Regions from separate parts of the Triticum aestivum genome. Here region 2 is linked to region 1. Evidence: chromatin contacts called from public Hi-C data. All regions are on one chromosome and are shown on one strand. Each heading gives the region's core, a stretch centred on a gene start, on an enhancer-like site or on the middle of the called end of the contact. The rest is flanking DNA. Distances are from core to core; before and after follow the strand shown. Region 1 has its middle 52 kb from the start of LOC123182518. Region 2 holds the start of LOC123172257 (transcription initiation factor IIB).

Evidence for each region. Hi-C and Micro-C count contacts between places; a contact is called where the count stands out from the background.
Region 2: a contact with region 1 is called in a Hi-C map of leaf, with 4 times the contacts expected there. The contact joins the promoter of LOC123172257 here to the enhancer-like site in region 1. A contact is called at or near these places in 2 of 5 Hi-C or Micro-C datasets (both in leaf).

What each region holds. Positions count from the first base shown.
Region 1 is chr1D:416,779,173-416,785,420 of IWGSC CS RefSeq v2.1, forward strand. No RefSeq gene overlaps it. Among protein-coding and RNA genes, the nearest start is that of LOC123182518, 52 kb to the left of the region's middle. Within about 2 kb of position 2,584, at least 4 of the 8 cell types and tissues checked have an H3K27ac peak or open chromatin away from gene starts, as enhancers often do. A contact at or near this core is called in leaf, where this site is marked.
Region 2 is chr1D:416,914,840-416,921,087 of IWGSC CS RefSeq v2.1, forward strand. It overlaps LOC123172257 (transcription initiation factor IIB), which reads left to right and starts at 3,078. Exons shown (of 1, transcript XM_044589260.1): 1 at 3,078-4,251. The coding sequence starts at 3,143. The coding sequence ends at 4,096.

The DNA.
Region 1 (6,248 bases), core at 1,334-3,833:
ATAATTTGAATAAAAATTCATCAAATACAAAAAATGTTCATCCATTTTTCAGCAAGTTCATCCGATTTTCAAAAAAGTATTCTTGAATTGAGAATTTGTTCATTAAGTTCAAAAAATTAAAAATGTTCATCTAATTCGAAAAAGGTTCATCTTCTTTAAAAAATGTTCATCGTATTCAAAATTTCTTTACCATAATTTTTAAATATATTCATCAAATTCAGTAAAGGTTCATCCATTTTTGAAAAATTTAATCCGATTTTTTTCAGAAATTGTTCTTCAATTAAGAATTTTCTCATAGAATTCAATTTTTGTTCATCTAATTAAAATGTTCATGAATATCCAGATTCACGAACATTTTTTCAAATTCTTGAACACTATTCCAGTTCACGGATATTTTTTGGCTCCACAAACTTTTTTGAAATTGGCGGGTTTTAATACCAGAAAGTTTACGAAATCCCGCATTATTTATAAAAGAAAAAAAAACGAAATAGGAAATTAGTGGGCTCCCAACTGCCACTCATGGGCCTGCCCAAGATGGGTGCGTGGGTTCAGCGGGGTGTGCGCCCGCGTCCGCTCCCTGGTGCGTGCTGCGCCCTATAGGAGCTCCCCATCCATTTGACCACAAGGGTGAACAGTTGTGTGGTAAATGGGTTGGCCAACACGGGAGGAATGCTGGGGAGCAACTAGTTGACGAGCACTCCTTCGGGAGCCTCATAATGATCAGCGCCACTTAGCGCTCTCTTAGCCATTCGCCATGTTTCGCGCTTTGGACGCTCCTCCGGATTTTATTTTTTTATTTTTCCGCACGCATTTTTGGCTTTTAAACGATTTTTTTTGGGTTTTTTTCGACGTTTAGATTTTCCACCGGTCTTCCTTAGCTTTTGGATAAAAAATTGCGCGAAAAAACACGTTTTTTTCCGCAGGAGTCACGGTTTTATTTCCGCTAGAGGCACTGTTTTGCTTTCGCGAGAGTCACGGCCGTGCCTCTCGGAAATGGGAAAAAACACATTTTTTTTTTCTTTCATGAGAGGCACGGTTTTGCTTCTACGAGAGGCATGGTTGTGTGCTTTTGCGAGAAGCATGGCCGTGACTCCTCGGAAACTAAAAAAACGCATTTTCTCTTCTTCTTTTTCTTCCGCGAGAGGCACGGTTGTGATTTCGGAGAGGCACGGGTGTGCCTGTTTCGAAAGGGAAAAACATGTGCTCCTGATTTGGTTTTTTCATCTGGTTTTTTTCATGAAAAAAGTTTCTCAAAACCTATCAACATGGGATCTAGTTTTGAACATCTTGACACAAGGAATCCAACGGTGAAAGCGGTTCGAGATTTGGACACACGGTTTAAGAGATAAAACCTTTTGAATAAACGGATCTACAAAAAAGGGAAAATTCTCAGGTTGCGACAAATGATGCACAGTGCACCACTTGTCGCAACCTGGGAAGGTGGGGAGTGATCTTTGCAATGAGTACTCCTCAATTAGTGATTTGGGGAATGCTGGCCATTGGGCACTTAATAAATGGGCGGGCCTACTGAGAGGAATGCAGGCTCGCTAGCGCACGTCCTATTTTTTTTAAAAACTGAGAGGAATACAAGTCATAAATTTATTCACATGATTCCAAGATATGTTCCTCACATTTTTAAAAACATTTAATACAACAAATGTTCGACTGATTTACAAAAAAATTGTACAATTAAATGTTTTTTGATGATATTTACAAATATGTTCACATGTTTAAAAAAATCATCATATTGTTGGAAATTTTGTAATACGAAAGAATTGTCAAGTAATTTAGAAAAAAAAGTCATACCGTTGAAAAAATATTTATGAAGTTCAAAAGATATTAATGCATAACAAAAAATGTCGAGAATTTGCTTTTTAATTTTTAATACAATACAAAAATTGTTGGCTTATTTTGTTTTAACGTAATTACCATTCAAAAAAAGTTTAATGCATGTTTGGAAAATCTTTAACATTTATTCAAAAACATGTTTATCTTTTGTTTGCAAAATATTTAACATGTATTCAAAAATAATGCTCAAACATGTATTTGAAAAAATATTAATCATGTTTTTGAGAAATGTTCAACGTGTATCAAAAAAAAAGTTTCACGTCTATACGGAGCATTTATGACTTGTATTAAAAAATACCTATATTTGAAAAGGCAAAATCGAAAAGAGAATAAAACAAATGTAAACCAATAAAAGAAACATAGAAAACAGTAGAAAAGAAACTTATAGAAGTTTCTAAAACCGGTACAAACCAGTCTATAAAACCTTCTCAAACCCGCTTTAATGGGCAATCCCACTAAAGCGAGCATGCCTCCAGCGCCACTAGAGGAGAGGTGGAGCTATGTCTCGCTTCGCGAAAGGCCTAGCCTAGTGTATACCCAAACCCCTATTTCTAACCAAGATTACGTTCTCATGTTTCACCACTTGTTTCTACATCTTCAGCTATCCAATCGGTGACTGCCACGCGGATTAATTTGGGACCTAAGCGGGTACGATCTCGTGTGGACGTAGCAGCTGTCGCGCAAATTTCGTCAACGTGTGGGGCCTGCCTGTGTGCGTACTCAGGTGCTCGTAGCGATCTGTTCTGATCCTATCTTCTTCCCCTGTGTGTTGAGTTCTCTCTGGTCTGGAAGGCTGCGTATCCATCCCGAACCACGCAGCCCAGCGCCCCGTCGCCCACCACACAACTGCCTGCCGCTGCTCCACCGCTATGTACGGGTATAAAAATCCTCCCCGCCTCTCCTTTCGAGCTCACCACTACACGTGAGCGCGTCAACTATGCATGAACCTGTTCTCCCCGACCTGGCTGCCGGCCAGTGCCTCGCCGAAGCCGCCATCACCCGTCTTCTCTGGCTGCCGATCGAGTCAGAGGGGCTGCCTAAGCGGGAGCTATCCCGACTCAAGCGCCGATGACACGTCGCCGATTTCGCTCTGTCATTGATGGTCCTTCTGCCGTTGCGGAGCTCAGCAGCACTTTCGTCACCAGCGGCGGTCAGGCAAAATCTGCGACCTCACATGAGGGCAGCAGTGTAGTTACAGGCCATCCGCTGTCGTGATCCAGTGTGGGAGGAATCGATGTGGGGGCTTCCCCCCCGTTCCCCACCACCGCAACTGTGGCCTGCCCCGAAGAAAATCATTGACTCAGTCGAGCCCGGTGCAAGAGAGTGATCTAGGCCATCAACATCCCTCTTTGTCCAATTGCTTTGGTTGCCTGCCGCTATATGGGCAGCGCTTGAAAGCAGACCGATCTGGGCGAGGCGGAGAAAAAATCAGTCCTAGAACATTCCTAGCCTCTTCTTCTACAATCGATTGCTCTTCCGCTGGAGACCACTATTCCACTTCTCTCTTTTCTTTACATTCCATAAATAATTATTGTCTATTAATTTTTATTACGCTATTTTTTTCTGTTTCAATGAGGAGCTTGAAAGAATGGATCTCAAGCGCACTATATGAAGCTTCAGGAGGGAAGGAAAGACTAAGAGTGCTCAACGGAATCATAGGAGCTCCTGGTCATGCGCATGCGACTGGATGCAACAGGGGAGCTCGAACTGCTTGAGTTCGTCGGCCATGGCGGCGGCCGTGCTCAGAGCTCGCGGGGATGATGCTATATTGCAAATTAAAGTAGAGGAGATGGGGAAAATCAAAGAGGGAGAAAACGGTCCGAGAAAGATTGCAACAAGACCGTTGTTGTAGAGAAATGAGCGCAATATTGAGTTTGTTGCAGAGATCAACGACTACTCGACACTCCATCCAACGGCTACTGAGGCGGCCGATCTTTTCAGATTATCCGTCGGCCGACGCGTAGCGCTGCCCTTATTGCATTGGAATGGTGATTTTCTTGATAGAAACAACAATGTGACAGAAAACTCCAACCAAAATGGTGCTTCAGCCCGATGGCTTCTACATTTCCATCTCCTAGAAGGTCACACAAGAATTATATAGTGAAGTCACGACCAGGGTCTTTTAGAGGCGTTCTTGTACATCACTCTCCATATCGGCACCTTTAACCCCTATGTGAACAAATGAGAAGTTGCCATGTTAAAAATTCTATCTATACAATTCATATATCACATATCCATGCTCGACTCATAGTTCCTAGCATATTTAAGTACTCCGTCTATTTCAAAATAAGTGTTTCAACTTTATACTAACTTTAGTACAAAGTTATACTAAACTTGAGACACTTGTTTTGATACAGAGGAAATACTTACGCAAGCATGTTTTCCAAGATAGTCAAGTGAACATGGTTGTTTATTTCCGAGTTTCATTATAGCTACGTAAGATGGCCCAATGTTGGAGTAATCTCATAGCTAAAATACAACATTGCTCAAGTATCCATATGCCAGCATGACGGGATAGGCGAAGCGGGTGAGTGCCCCACCCCAGATGGCTAAAGTCCAGTAGTCGGAAGCATCACTAGTTTATGCTCTAACCCAAGTAGCATGGGACATGAGATCCCATGTGAATGAGAAAGGACCACCTTGCAAGGCTAAATACTCTTGGGTGACCGATAGCGAAGTAGTACTGTGAGGGAAATTAAGGTGAAAAGAACCCCAGTGGGTAGTGAAATAGATCGCAAAACCGCGCTGAGCTCACTCACATCTCATTTATCCCATTTTCAATGTTGTCGTAATATTAGACCTAAAACACAAGATAGCAAGTACCCATATGCCAGTGTCATAGACTCGCATCCCATTTATTTTAAATCTTAGAAACTATTGTTCTTATTTTCATTGAATCTAATTATCCACTCGAAGTTTATATCTATACTCCATTTATCATCTTGCTAATCCAATTAGAAGGATGGGTACTTGGTGAAGTAGGATTCAGAAGGCACCTCTAAAGGAACTATCTTTCTTTTCAGATTCACCTATCTTCAATTTAGAAATTTCACCTATTCTCCTTACCTTTCACTATCATATTCCAGGATTATATCAGTTATAATATAAAATATAAACTCTTAATTATAAAAATAAAAATAAATAATAGAATATTATTGCATCTGGGGCATATTTCCAACAAGGTGCTCTTCCTATGCTTGGCACCGCATCTTGGCGAGAGCTCGTGTCATCCAACCAGAGTGCCTTTATCGCTGGTCGCGGGGTGCACGACAACTTTATGTTGGTGCAGCAAACGGCCAGATAGTTCCACAGCAGCAAGGCCCTGCGGATTCTTCTCAAACTTGACATAGCGTGTGCTTTTGACTCCGTGTACTAGCCCTTCCTCCACGAGGCCCCACGGCATGTTGGTTTTGGCAAGTGTTGGCGAGCATGGGTATCAAATCTTCTGTCCACCTCCTCCACGCGTGTGCTCATAAATTGCAATGCTAGACCTCCCCTGGATCACGTGCGTGGCCTACGCCAGTGTCGTGGGATTGTCACGGCAGATGTCCTAGTGCAAGGACTTCGTCGTGGAGCCATCCCAACGAGGTTAGCTTAAAGGGGTTAATTAGGACAAAGGACACGAGGAGTTTATACTGGTTCGGCCCCTTGCGGTGAAGGTAAAGGCCTAATCAGTTTGAGGTGGTATTGCTAGGGTTTCGATGACCAGGGAGCGAATACGCTTCACCTGGCTCTCGATCTGTTGTTTCTTGTCCCTAAACCGCCGCTGGGTCGTCCCTTTATATACACAGGTTGACGCCCGGCGGTTCACATAATCCCGACCGGCTCATAAACGTGTCCGGCTCGGTATCCAATCTTTCCTATCTTACAATATAAGTCATACACCTATGGCGGTTTAAGTCTATGGGCCCTAACCCGCCTTTGGGCTTTGGGCCTTCTTATTAAGTCTTCTTCGTAAATCGCCATCTTCTATGTCTTCATGGGCTTCGATATTACTAAACCACCATGAGCATAACCCGGCCCCTCCTGGGCGGTTTATACTCAATAGTTATATCCCCAACATTAGGCCCCAGGTTGATTTGAACTTGTTCATGTCAATCTTCAACACTTAGAAGAATTCCTTCTTCATTACCTTCGGGAAGCTTATAACTCGCCGTGACGTCATCTTCTGAGATCATGATAACCCGCCATGACGTCACCTGCCATTAATTTTATACAAATCCAAAATCATATATACATCCTCATTTTTAATGAACCCCCGAGAATCAAGGCGTCGGCCCTGTCACATATCCAATTTGGAGCTCCTCGATTCCCATGCATGCCACTTATCCAGCTGCCTTATAAATAGGGCTGGGGGTCCTTTTCACTTTCCCCCATTAGCCTCTTCGTCTTCCTCGCGA
Region 2 (6,248 bases), core at 1,828-4,327, 140 kb after region 1:
AAGGGGAACAACACAAGAGCGTTGCCGTTATCCGATAGGCAGATCTAGGGCCACGTCCCTTTCATGCACGTTGGCAACAAATTCATTCATTCATCCACGTTGGAAGCCAGGGCCACATCCCATTCCTTTACATCACGGGCTACCCAGGTGCTTCTCCACTTCAGAGAAAAGGCTCGGCTAAGCCCAAGTAGGGTTTGGACCCAACCCGGCTTTGAATTAATGAAGGCATTAATCGGTCAGGATACAAACAGCAGCAACATACAAGCATAATAGAACAAGAAAAGGGAAAGGGAAATGGGGATGCAACCCCAAACGACAGATACAAGGTGAGGAAAATAAGCAAATGGTCAGCATACGTTTAATTTTTAGGCACTATTATTTTTGTTTTATAATATTTTTATTTTTATTTCTGAAATGGAAAATATTGTATTTACATATTTCAAAATGATCATCATACATTTAATTGTTTTAGCACGGCGTAAGAAAATGTTCGTTCCTCTTTTATATAATATTGGTACCATTCGAATAAATGTTCGTGGCATTCAAAAAATGATCGCACGTTACAAAAATATGTTATTGACATGTGTAATATGCAGGCACCATTTCCCATATTTTCCAACTTTTTATCACATGAATATAATGTTTTGTACCCTCAAATCAAAGAATACAATGTTTTAATATGTTAGTTGTCTGTAGATGGGGCTTTGGGCCACCCAACCCTACTCAAGGCTCGAGAGTAGCGAGAGGTAGAGGCGAGACAGTAGGAACGCTCACTGTAAGCGAGATATAGTATTTGCGAAGCGTGAAATACGGATTACCACAACCGCTCGCCCTTGGCACTTAAGAAATTGCCCATCAAACGCGGGAGATCTTGGGCTTGCGAGCGGCCGTCCTAATTTTTTATTATACTTTTATGTATATTTGTAAAATGTAAAATATTTAATTTACATATTTCAAAATGCTCAGCATACTTTAATGTTTTTTAACATAGTGAAAGAAAATATTCGTGCCTCTTTTAAATCATATTGGTAGCATTAAAAAATCATTATATTCACAAATGTTCGCGAGTTTCAAAAATATGTTATTGACATATATAATATGTAGGCACTATTTCCCAATATATTTAGCACATGAATATATTGTTTTGTATCCCCAGAAGAAAGAATATACTGTTTTAATATGTTAGTTGTGTGCAGACGGGGATTTCAGCCGCACGTCCCTACTAAAGGCTCGTAGGCCCAGCTGAATAGTGATCATTGTCGAAGGAATCCAGACGGACAGTCCCGTGTCTCGGTTGTAGCGAGAGTTAGTGCGCTCTTGCGCAAGGCACGTCCCTAAATGGGCCTGCTAGGCGCGCGGGAGGCCAGGGCCTCTTTTTAGTTGTTTTCATGTTTTCTATTTTTGTTTATTTTTCCTTTACTTTCATTTATACTTTCAAATATTCTTAATAAATACTCCCTCTGTCCCAAAAATAAGTGTCTCAACTTTGTACTAACATTAGTACAGAATTGCACTAAGCTTGAGACACTTATTTTCGGACGGAGGGACTATATTACAAAAATGTTTTCATGAAGTATTTGAAAAATAATCTTAACCAAGCATTTGAAAAATGTCAAGTGCATGTAAAGAAAATGTTTCTTGTGTATACGCAAAATAAACAATGTGTGTGATATGTTAATCATGTATTAAACAAATATTATCAAGCATTCAAAAAATGTTGAACAGGTATTTGGAAATTTTGAATCAAGAATTTGAAGATATTAAATGCGTATAAAAAAATGTTGGCCATGTATTCAAAAAATGTTTACCAAGTATTTGGAAAATTTGAATCAAGAATTTCAAAAATGTTAAATGTGTATAGAAAACTGTTGACTATATATTAATTTTTTTAATTTTGTATTGTATTGAAAAAAATTAAACTTGTAATTGAACAACATTGCTGGCAAGTGGCATACCTGCACGAGCATACCCCCTTCACCCGTGCGGTATTTTGTGCCAATCCATATGCGGGGCATAATACCTGCTATTTTTCAATTACATTTTCATCGCCATTTTTTTGTTTATATTTTGCATTATTTATATAATTTAATATTTCGAAAAAAATGAGATTTAATAATAAACAGGAAACAAAAAAAATACTCGTGCATTTTAAAAAATGTTTGCATATTAAAACAAGTTCGTAATTTGAAACAAATGTTAGGAAATAAAAAAATTCATGATTTTGAGAAAAGTTTAGGAATCTGAACAAATCTTAGCGATTTTTTAAAAATGTTCAAAAATTCAAATAATGCTGGTGCATTAAAACCTTTCATCGATTCAAACAGTGTTTGCTGATAGAAATTTATTTAAAAGAATTTGAAAACTGTTCAGGCATTTATTAAAAAATATTTCGCTAAATAAAAAATGATCCTCAATTTAAAAAATTATTCTCCAATTTCGAGAAAATGTAGGTTATCTCAAAACAATGTTCACGAGTTTAAAAATTGCGAATTTAATAAAATAATCCGCCATTTAATTTTTTTGTGAATTTGAAAATTTATTTTGAATTCATGAAAGTATATATGTATTGAAAAATATTCATGATTAAAAAAACATTTTGAAAAATGCTGATGGATTTGAAAATATGTTTACAAAATGAAAAAGGAAATGAAAAATAGAAAGAATGGAAAATTTAATGTAAAAATAATAGAAAACAGATATTAGTAAACAAAAAAAAGTGAAATGAAAACGAAATGAAAGGAGATAGAAAATAATAAAAATAATAGAAAATTGATAAGAGAAAAGATCGGTCTGGAACGTTCCTATAACTGAAAAGGAGCTAGTTGGGCCGGCCTAATGTGTACGGGAGTGAGGTGTATGCGCCGTCGGGCCGCCACGTCTGGCTGGGCCCTAGGCCGTCGCCCCGGCCCAGGGCCGGCTAGCCGAGAAGACCAGATTGCAGTTTGCAAGGACTTTCCGCGGCCGTACGAAAACGAGTCGAACTCGTGCCCAGCTCCAAACTAGCCTTACGAACCGACCTATGCGTCTATAAATATCAGCCCAAGGCCCCCAATCTAACCTTCAAAGTTCAAACCCTTTTCCCCAGCTCCGTCGCCACAATCATCCGGAAACTGCGCACACGGCGGCGGCGGCAGCAGCAGCCATGTACGCCAGCACCTGCTCCGCGGCCGACGAGCGCATGTACTGCCCGGAGTGCCGCCGCGCGACGGAGGTTGTCCTGGACCACGGCACCGGCGACACCATCTGCACCGAGTGCGCGCTCGTCCTCGACGCGCACTACATCGACGAGGGTTCCGAGTGGCGCAACTTCGCCGACGACGGCGGCGGCGAGGACCGCGACCCCAACCGCGTCGGCGCCTCCGGCGACCCCTTCCTCGCCGCCAAGCTCTCCACCGTCATCGACTACACCAACAAGCCCAAGAAGTCCTCCGCCACCGGCGTGGCGACAAAGGCCCCGCCCAGGATGTCGGTGCCGGACGCGGGGGCGGCCTCCGAAAACACCCTCGTCGACGGCTTCCGCGGAATCTCTGACATGGCCGACCGGCTCGGCCTCGTGGCCACCATCCGGGACCTGGCCAAGGAGACGTTCAAGAAGCTGGACGAGGCCAAGGGCTGCCCGCGCGGCCGGAAGCGGGACTCCGTCTACGCCGCCTGCCTCTACATCGCCTGCCGCAACCTCGGCATGCCGCGCACGTACAAGGAGCTCGCCTCCGTCACCGCCGGGGGCGTGGCTGCCAAGAAGGACGTCGGCAAGATGACGACGCACATCAAGAAGCTCCTCGGGGAGGAGGACGGCCAGGTGATGGACATCGGCGTCGTCAGCGCCTCCGACTACCTGCGCCGCTTCTGCTCCCGGCTTGGCCTGGGCAACCAGGAGGTGCGCGACGCGCAGGAGGCCGTGCGGAGGGTCGAGGAAGGGCTCGACGTGCGCCGCAACCCGGAGTCCGTCGCCGCCGCCATCATCTACATGGTCGTGCAGCGTGCCGGCGCCAGCAGGTCCGCCAAGGACGTGTCCGTCGCCACCGGCGTGGCCGAGGGCACCATCAAGGAGGTGCACAAGGACCTCGCCCCACACGCACAGATGCTCTTCGGCTGAGCCTGAGCGCCCACGACATTAACGCTTCTTGATCCTTTGGCTGTTTGGCAGGTCTGCATGCATGCATGTTTGCCATGTCCACAATTCCAAACGCGTGCTGTTCTTGGCAACTATCTTAGTCTTGGGCATGTGAAGTTATTGTTGGACTTCGTTTCTAAGTGCTGAATCATATCATTCGTGAATGAATCCGTGCTTAGTTCGTTTGATCCGATTAAACTCATGAACCGAGGTCTCAGACACGTTTGCCAAGTACGCTACTCGTGAATTATAATGGTCTCATGAACGTGAGGCTAATAATTTCGAGGGCTCGACATTTTCACCAAAAATTCATCACACATTACAATGAAGTGAAAAAGGCGGCGACAGTCTCAAAGAAGGGGGTGAAGCTTCAATTCCGGCTAGGTTCAAACAAATTTTGAAATTTGCTTGAATCTCGTTGAAATTGAAACCAGAATGGCCAGATTAAAAACTGAAATAGGTGATTTCAAAGCATTTTAGCCCAACAAAATCCCTAAACCACAACATGAATAACTTCGGAAACAAAACTGGCATGGCAATGTGATGTATACTCTTGCCGAATATGGCCATTCGAAAACAAAACTGAAATATGACTAATGTTCAGATATACATATGGCAAAGTACCGAAAGAATCTTTTGGTGTTATACACCAATTGAAAGAATCTGACATGTGTTATTGAGTTGAACATGTTGTTTTCGCGGTGGCAGGAGGATCCTGGAAAATATGAAGAGGGGATCAAGTACTATGTTTTGTACTCAGCGACAATTAATATGGACTGGAGGGAGTATTAAAAATGTTATATTCACTACACCAAACAGAGTACATGTCCAATTCAATTATTTCTGAAAGAAGGTCGCTAAGTACATACAGATGCAAAGTACCGAAAGAATCTTTTGTGTTATACACCAATTGAAAGAATCTGACATGTGTTGTTGAGCTGAGATTATGCAACCATGCTGTTTTCAAGGTGGCAGGAGGGATCCTGAAAAATATAAAGAGGGGGTTAAGTACTATGTTTTGTATTCAGTGACAATTAATATAGACCGGAGGATATTAAAAATGTTGATATTCAAATTCAATTATTTCTGAAACATGGTTGCTACGTACACACATATGGTAAAGTACTGAAAGAATCTTTTGGTGCTATACACCAATTGAAAGAATCTGACATGTGTTGTTGAGCTGAGATTATGCAACCATGCTGTTTTCAAGGTGGCAGGAGGGATCCTGAAAAATATAAAAAGGGGGTTAAGTACTATGTTTTGTATTCAGTGACAATTAATATAGACCGGAGGATATTAAAAATGTTGATATTCAAATTCAATTATTTCTGAAACATGGTTGCTACGTACACACATATGGTAAAGTACTGAAAGAATCTTTTGGTGTTATACACCGATTGAAAGAATCTGACATGTGTTGTTAAGTTGAGATTACCCAACCATGTTGTTTACGCAGTGGCATGAGGGATCCTGAAAAATATAAAGAGGGGGTCAAGTACTATGTTTTCTACTCAGCGACAATTAATATGGACCGAAGGGAGTATTTAGAATGTTGATACTCACTACACCAATCAGAGTGCATGTCCAATTCAAGTATTTCCGAACCATGGTTGCTAAGTACACACATATGGCAAAGTACCGAAGGAATCTTTTGGTGTTATACACCAATTGAAAAAATCGGACATGTGTTGTTGAGCTGAGATTACGCAACCATGTTATTTTCGCGGTGGCAGGAGGGATCCTGAAAAATATAAAGAGGGGGTCAAGTACTATGTTTTGTACTCAGCGACAATTAATATGGCCCGGAGGGAGTATTAAAAATATTGATATTCACTACACCAAACAGAGTACATGTCCAGTTCAATTATTTCTGAAACGTCATTGCTAAGTACATTACTTGTGAATATGCCTGGCCATCTGTCGGGCCGGGCCTACCAAAGCTCGAAGCAGAAAACCTAGGCCCGGGCCCGGGCGTCTGGCCTAGATTTCAGGCCCAAGCTTGGCCTATTAGTGAAAAATCCCGCCGGTCCTCTTCCCTAAAACAAAAATATGGGAAGCCCAGGCCCGGCCCGGTGTGTCGTTCGAGCTCAAAAACTAGGCCCAGGCCCGGCCCATGGGCAAGACCGGGCTG